Linked DNA regions of Gossypium arboreum: region 2 is linked to region 1. A link is a contact called in public Hi-C data. All regions are on one chromosome and are shown on one strand. The core of a region is the stretch at or near the end of the contact, and the rest is flanking DNA. Distances in the headings are between cores, read along the strand shown. Region 1 holds the start of LOC108461277 (50S ribosomal protein L3, chloroplastic). Region 2 holds the start of LOC108464290 (MLO-like protein 1).

The links. Hi-C and Micro-C count contacts between places; a contact is called where the count stands out from the background.
Region 2: a contact with region 1 is called in a Hi-C map of leaf, with 2.3 times the contacts expected there. The contact joins the promoter of LOC108464290 here to the promoter of LOC108461277 in region 1. A contact is called at or near these places in 2 of 5 Hi-C or Micro-C datasets (both in leaf).

Annotation. Positions count from the first base shown.
Region 1 is chr13:117,973,682-117,977,512 of ASM2569848v2, forward strand. LOC108461277 (50S ribosomal protein L3, chloroplastic) reads right to left here and starts at 1,661. Exons shown (of 2, transcript XM_017761072.2): 1 at 986-1,661; 2 at 64-531. The coding sequence starts at 1,523. The coding sequence ends at 242.
Region 2 is chr13:118,132,898-118,136,728 of ASM2569848v2, forward strand. LOC108464290 (MLO-like protein 1) reads right to left here and starts at 2,131. Exons shown (of 15, transcript XM_053023923.1): 1 at 1,707-2,131; 2 at 1,402-1,448; 3 at 986-1,323; 4 at 313-557; 5 at 1-75. The coding sequence starts at 1,169.

The sequences.
Region 1 (3,831 bases), core at 411-2,910:
GGAAAAAAATGCCGAATGAAAAGGATATGTATTCTGCAATCTAGCAGAGTTGCGCAGAGAATATTGACAAGTAGAATTGACTGATCAATTTAAGTAGTTCACAAATTGAGAGGCCATTTCCAAATTCAGGAATCAACTCAATAAAAGAAAAGGTAAATTTCGACTTAAACCACCAATGAATATATCAAAAGTTCCCACAACTGAAATACTAGCTAAAATGAAATGAGTCCAATACATGAAACTAGCTCTTTGGTATGTTCTTTCCAACAATCTTAGCCGGGGTTATACGTAGCAGATTTCCGGGCTTACCAGGGAGAGCACCTTTGATCATCACAACTCGAAGCTCATTGTCGATTTTCACAATCTTGAGCTTTCGGATCTTTCTTTTGCTTCCTCCCATCCTGCCAGGCATTTTCTTTCCCTTGTATACACGCCCAGGTGTTGTTCCAGCACCAATAGACCCCAATGCTCTATGACTCTTGGAACCATGGCTCATTTGACCTCTTTTAAAATTATGGCGCTTTATTCCACCTGTGCAAAAATTATGCCAAAGATTACATTCCACCAATTGGGGAATTTGAATTGCCAAAACAACAAGACCCACATTATGGCAAAGGAAGCTAAAACCTTTGAAGAAACCCTCGGCATTTCATATCAATATGCTAAAAACAATGTAATATGAGCCAAAGGATATACTTGGGTACTAACCAAAATATACAAGGAGAACACATATATGTATGGATGGATGTAACATCAATAAAAGAGAAAAAAAATCACCGATTTCTGAACTTTGCAATTTGACAAAATTGAAGCCTAACAACACCAGCATTGATGAAGCTATGATTCACACAATTAATTTCACTTCAAGCACAAGGATTTTAATTTGAAATATCAAACTTTTGTTCAGTCATCAACAACTCCACTAGAAACATAATATAAAACCATCATAACCTTCAAAATGCAATAAATAAATATAAAATCAAACCTTGAAATCCTTTCCCTATGGTAGTCCCAGAGACATCAACAAGATCACCTTCTTTAAAAATCTCTTCAACAGCCAATTTCTGACCAGTCTCAAACTCCCCCACACTTTGCAACCTAAATTCTTGCAAATGCCTCATGGGAATAACACCAGCTTTCCCCAAATGACCCAACTCAGGCTTTGTCAACTTCTTATCTCTAACTCTCCTATACCCAACTTGAACAGCATCATAGCCATCAGTAGCCGATGTCTTAACTTGGGTCACTATATTTCCTTCTCTAAAACCAACTACAGTCACTGGAACAACTGTGCCATCAGTTTCAAAGAAACTCATCATTCCAAGCTTTGTGCCCATTACTCCAATGCCTGCTTCCATGCTCATTGAGACTATATGCGAAAAAGGCCTCTTCTCGGTAGTTTTGAAGGCAAAAGAAAACTGGGTTTTTGTGGGTTTTGAGAGAAAAGAAGATTTGAAGGAGAAAGGAGGAGACTTTTGGCAGCAATAGCCTAAAGAATGGAGAGATAAGGTAGCAATTGGCATAGTTTTTCTGGGTTTGATTCAGAATAAAGATTAGGAAGATGAAATTTTGAGCCAAAACAGAACACAGAAAAAGTTTGAAGCTTTTATCTTTAGAGCCCTTACTCTCTTTCTTATCTAGTTGCTGAAGAGACGTGGGAAGCAATCTCCTGCTGTTGGATGCATAGAATAGTTTATTGGACCAATGGAATTTGAAAATGGGTAAACTACCTAATTCCTCACCCAATTTTTGGGCTTTTATTTTGGTCACTTAAAAAGAAATTCTTACAATTTTATCACTCAATTTTTAGGGCATTTTTGTTTTAGTCACCCAAGCATCAAATCTCTAACAGCCACATTTACACTTTCATTTTGATGATACAAAAAATATATTTTTTATTAAGTACTGATCAGATATAGAGCATTAAAATTAATGTCAAAAAGGGTAGAAACTAAAATAATATATTACAAAATGTAAATTGTAATTGTTTACCCTTTATCAAATATTTTAATTTTTTTCATATTAAGTTTTAAATTTCAAAACATCAAAATCAATTAAATAAATTGTTAAAAAGTTATTTATTAATAGTGCCGATGATTTATTACTATAATATTAAAATTTATTCATTAATACTAAGCTAAAAGCAAAGAAAGATCCTTTCAATTAATTAATTAATCAATTAATTTTATCTTCCATGCCAAACAAAATCCACAAGTTTTTCATCACTTATTTACTCAAATAAAAACAAACAATTAATCCAAAAAACAAAGATTCAAGATTATCTAATCAAAAGAAATTTAAGGTTCAAAATAAATTATTAAATATAGGTTATTTGAGTTGATTTTATTAAAGATAATCTAAAAACATAAAATAAAATTTTAGATTTTAAAAAATATTAAATTAAATAATTTTACTAATTTCAATATAGTAACCAATTGGAAAATGTTAATGGTGATGTTTGCGATATAATGATCAAAGACGAAAAACATTGTTGATACAATTTGAAATTTTAAAAACTTAATTCTTTCTCGCCAACAACATAATTAATTTTTTCACCAAAGTTGAATGACTTGTAGCCTCAAAAGAAACAACAATTCCTATTTTTTTTTTAATGAAACAAGTTAAGATATTAAACATTAAATTTAGGTCTATGGCTGCATAACATTTTATATGCTACTTTTCAATAATTTTTATAATTTTTTTAATAATTTCACATCAATAATAAAATGTTAAAGGCTAGTTTGTTCTAAATAAAAGAGTGGGACCAAATTGAATAAAAGTGTAAAAATCGATGGCTAAATTTATTAAATTTTTGCTCTCTCATCTAACTTGCAGGGACTAGTTTACCTACAATGATATTTTTTAAAGACTTTACCACTGGAAGACTACATTGAGTTATGCCGCCCATTAATTAATATCTTTTGTAACTTACAAGTGTTGGGTATAATAGTATGCTACATTGCATTCTTAAAGGAAGACACTAGTTTGAATTTTGGAGAAGATATTGTTGAAAAGGACAACCACGAATCTTAAACATAAACCATAAAACAAATATGAAAAATTTCAAAAATAACAGAACAATGTGATGGTCTTGTGTTCATTGGTGGGCTTAGTTTATATCATTTTTCACCTCAATAATTAAAACTAAAACAATTAAATAACATATTTATATATGTAAAAATTAATAAATTTAAAGGTAAACTACAACGTTAGTCACTCTAAATAGGAGTCGCTCCTATTTTTGTCACCTCAAATTTTTTTGTTAATTTGATCACCCAATAAAAATATTGATCAAATTGCCCACTTTTGCAGGTACAACAGATAATGATGTGACTCGGACTGTGCTAACAACTCTTGTTTCCTACCCAGTGTAACACCCCTATCCCGTAACCGTCGCCGGAATAGGTAAGGGTTATTACCAGACAGACAAAACAATTCAAACTAATTCAGAATCACAGATATCCAATAACATTAATACAAGAATCATCAACAATATCATCCTTTATGAAGGTCCATGAGACCTAAAACATACTTTAAAGGAAAAATCGAAACTAAACCGAACACATTCAAAAATTTCAAAACTCAGAAAATTTTTCAATTCTGTTGAGGTCACACTCCTGTGTGACCAAGCCGTGTGCCTCACACGGGCACCAGACATGCCCACGCGAACCAGCCGTACTAGAACAAGGCATAAATACTGACTTTCACCCACGGCCAACAGACACGCCCGTGTGCTATGGCCGTGTGATACTTAGCTAGCTACTGACTTAAGCCCACGGCCATATGACATGCCTATGTGTCTTAACCGTGTGGTCTTAGGAGGTCACTGCT
Region 2 (3,831 bases), core at 881-3,380, 160 kb after region 1:
ATGAACAATGGCCAGGACAAAGATAAAAATATGCAGTTGATGCAGCGCTTCAACAGACAACAAAGGTACCTTACCCTGAAGCACAAAAGTACAGAAACAATAAGTACATTAATCAAACAGTTTGTCATTTTTAATTGAAAAATTGAGCCAAAACCTGCAGAAGTGTCTTTAAATAAGATGCATAGGACCCTATTCGTTACTCTCATCACCGATTCCTTTCTTAAAATGAAAAAGATAAACCAATTCTTTGCTTTTCATTATAGCATAAGTGACAATAACATCCATTGATTTGGTGATGGATAAATATGTTACCTTCTTAGCACAGTATCCCGTGGAAGGGGTCTCAGCCAGTAGGTGCCTGGTTCCACCAGACAGGGTTAAAGCAAAATACTTCTGAAAATGTGATGTCGTATGATTGGAGCCCTCCCCGGTTTCTTTATTGTCTTCCCTTTTACAAGGAAGCATGCTAGTTAATACGTCACTTGATACACAGATTTTAGAAATTGCATTCTGAAATACTGTCAGCAATAATGATATAAACCCCAAGAGCATCAACTCTGCCAAAAGAAACCGACATCTAAATGTTACAATTTGTAAAATAGCAAAAGAATATCCCAATAGAAACATATAAAAAAACCATTCTTTCTACGTAAACTTCAAAAAGATATGCAAATTTCGCATCCTTCAACATATAATCAAAAAGAAAAAAGCGTAATATTTAACTGTTTTTTACTTGTTCAAAACATCATCTTTTTTCTGTCTTAATTCCTTCTCCAATGGAGAGATACAGAAAAGAGCTTCTCCTATAAACCAAAAATGCAATTTACCACTTTTAACTTTCCTCCTTTAGGAACACATAAAAGACAGAGAAAAGATTGTCTTTTATGAAAAAACAGACTTTTTTTTACAAGCCTTCCCTTTAACACTTCCAATCAAATTTAACATCAAAATATGAAAAATTAGAGAGAAAAGGGAGATGGGTTACCCTCTTTAACTTTCAAAAGAGCCTCAAAGAGTGGTTTCTGTTGTTTTCTCTTCAAAACATTCCCAACAACATGAAGCAAACGTTCCATAGCCAAAGAAATGGCAACAATCACAGTACAAATTGCTGCAACAATCCATGTTGGCGTATGCTCTAATGTTGCCCCTTCTTCCGCTCCACCACTCATTTCTCTCCAAAGTTTCTTCCTTTTTGCCTTTCTTCTCTTTTCTTCTCAAACTGTAACTGTTTTCGGTCTAGTTCTCGGTTCTTAGGGGAAAAAAAAAACCCAATGGCCAATTCCAATCTTCTTGACTTAAATTATCTGCAATATTTTTGGTCTTCTGCAAAGTGTTCGAACAAATGTCTCACTCAGCCCTTGAAACCATATATCTAGTTCATGTTCATAGTCTCGTGATTACCTTTAGCACAGCATAGTCTCATGATTACCTTTAGCACAGATGAATAGCTGAAAATCCCCCAAGTTAGATTCAACAAAAGAGAAACTAAAAGTTGCATATACATCATAATCAAAAGTATCAAAAGTTTAGAAAGTGTCCTATCATGGAGATCAGTTCAGATAGAGATGAACTAAAACAAGCACTGAAGAAAAACTCCATGATAGCCCACAGAAATAAATAAAAAAGAGATTTGGAAAAAGAAGTTAATGGAAACTAAAAAAGATGCAACAAAAAGAGCTGGAAATTACAAGACTGAAAGTACCAACCAAAAGGGGAAAAGGGGAGGGGAAAAGTTGAAAATTGAAGACCACTGAGACAGAGAATGTGAAGAGTGAAGAGTAGGGTTCTTCACCTGATGGAGACATGAACTTGACTTCCACTATATGCAAACAACAAGATGATGACGACGACGATGATATCCGTAGAGAAAAGAGCTCAGGCCACAAAAGTCACGATTAAAGAGTACGATTTTGTTCGAATGAGACACCATGAAAGCTCAAACAGACATACGGTCCTCAGTTACTGTGCAAAAGATACCCAAAAGTCCAGTTCTTTATAATAATAGACCTTGTAATACACCTGTGCAAGTCGCCCAGCCCGGTAAATCCGTTCCGACTAGAGTCGGGTAGTTCGCTCGGCTCGGTAAGTTTATTCAATTTCAATCGAGTTTGGATAATAATTTTTTTATTTCGATTTATCAAATTCAACCTGAATTTAATTTTAATGATAAAAATATTTTTAAATTTAAATTTAATTATAAGATATATAAATAATTTTAATATTATATTATATTTTAAATAGTAAAATGAATTTTATGTGATCAGTCCGAAAACAGATTTGAATTTAAAAAAAAAAATTGGACCTCGACCTGAATAGACCAGCGCATGAATTATACATAAGTTACTTTTAAAATATTTTAGTTTTTATTCATTAAGTGACTATAAATTAGTTTTAATATAAATTTTATGCTTTGGCAAATAATGGTATTTCTAAAAGATGGGATAATGTTATAGGCAAAAATCAGAAATATAAATATTTATTTTAGTAGGTAATTGGATAAATTTTGAAAATGAATATGTTATAGAACATTATTATATAAATTATTAAAACACATGTTATTCTTATTTAATTTTATGTTTTTAATTCTTTTTATTAATTGAGCTAATCTCACTTAATGCATAAGTAATGATATCAAACTTAGTAATTTTATAAATAGTATAAATCTATATAGAAACACTGATCATGTTTAGATTTTTCTAGAGAAATAATATTTTTTAATTTCACATGTATAATTAATTTTGTTAGTAAATTATTTTTATATTAGGTAAATTATATTTTAGTCATTCAATTATGGCAAGGGTTTTTAGTTATTTAATTATTTGATCTTTTTTATTTTTGGTCACCAACTATTAAATGACTAATGGAAAGATGAGGTCGCGGTTTTAAAATTAACATAATAGTAATTTTAATCCTCAATATTTATGCATTATATCAATTTAGTCTTAATTCTAAAAAATTTAACGTCAACATTTACATATTGTGTAATATAATCTTCTTTTCAATTTTGTTATTCTTTTGTAACTCTTTCAACTAAAAGTTAAAAGCACAAATTTATAAACTAAATTTGATTGAAAATATACAAAAATAGAAACTCTCAAAATTCAAGATAATAATTTTATCTTTTTTATTTTTTTAAAATTAACCCTCAATGTCATAAATAAAAGTAAAACTACAAAAAATATTAAATTACACAATGTGTAAATTTTGAAAGTTTTTTAATCAAAACTAAATTCACATAATGTATAAAAATTAAAAGTTAAAGCTGCTCTTATACCAATTTTAGAAACTATTAGGTTATCTTTCTATTAGTAATTTAACGGCTAATAACTAAAAAAAGAATTCTAAAATAAGAAAAAGATCAAACAGTTGAATGATTATTTTGTAAATTTTCATAAATAAATACCAAAAAGAAATTTACAAATACCAATATAATTTACACTTTTATATATTGAGATATAATCAAAATTTTGAGAGTGATTTTAAATTTATTTATAAGATCAAAAATATATATTATCATTTTAGACACAGATTCAATTATTATAAATGAAAATAAATATTCAAACTAGCGTGCTATGCATGTGCATGAATTTATTATAGGGAATTATGAACTTAACTGGGGACGGAAAAGGAATAAAAAACGTGCAAAAATGGTGGGGTATTTCATACTTTTTTTTTTTCTAAATGAGGTATTTGTCTTTTTAATTTAATATTTTTGAGTTTTATTTTAAATTTTTGTTTTATTGAAAAGATAATCCCAAATTAACAACCTATGAATAGGACTTATGTGGCCGAATTTTTTAGTTTTATTGCAAAGATAACAAAGAAAATTTA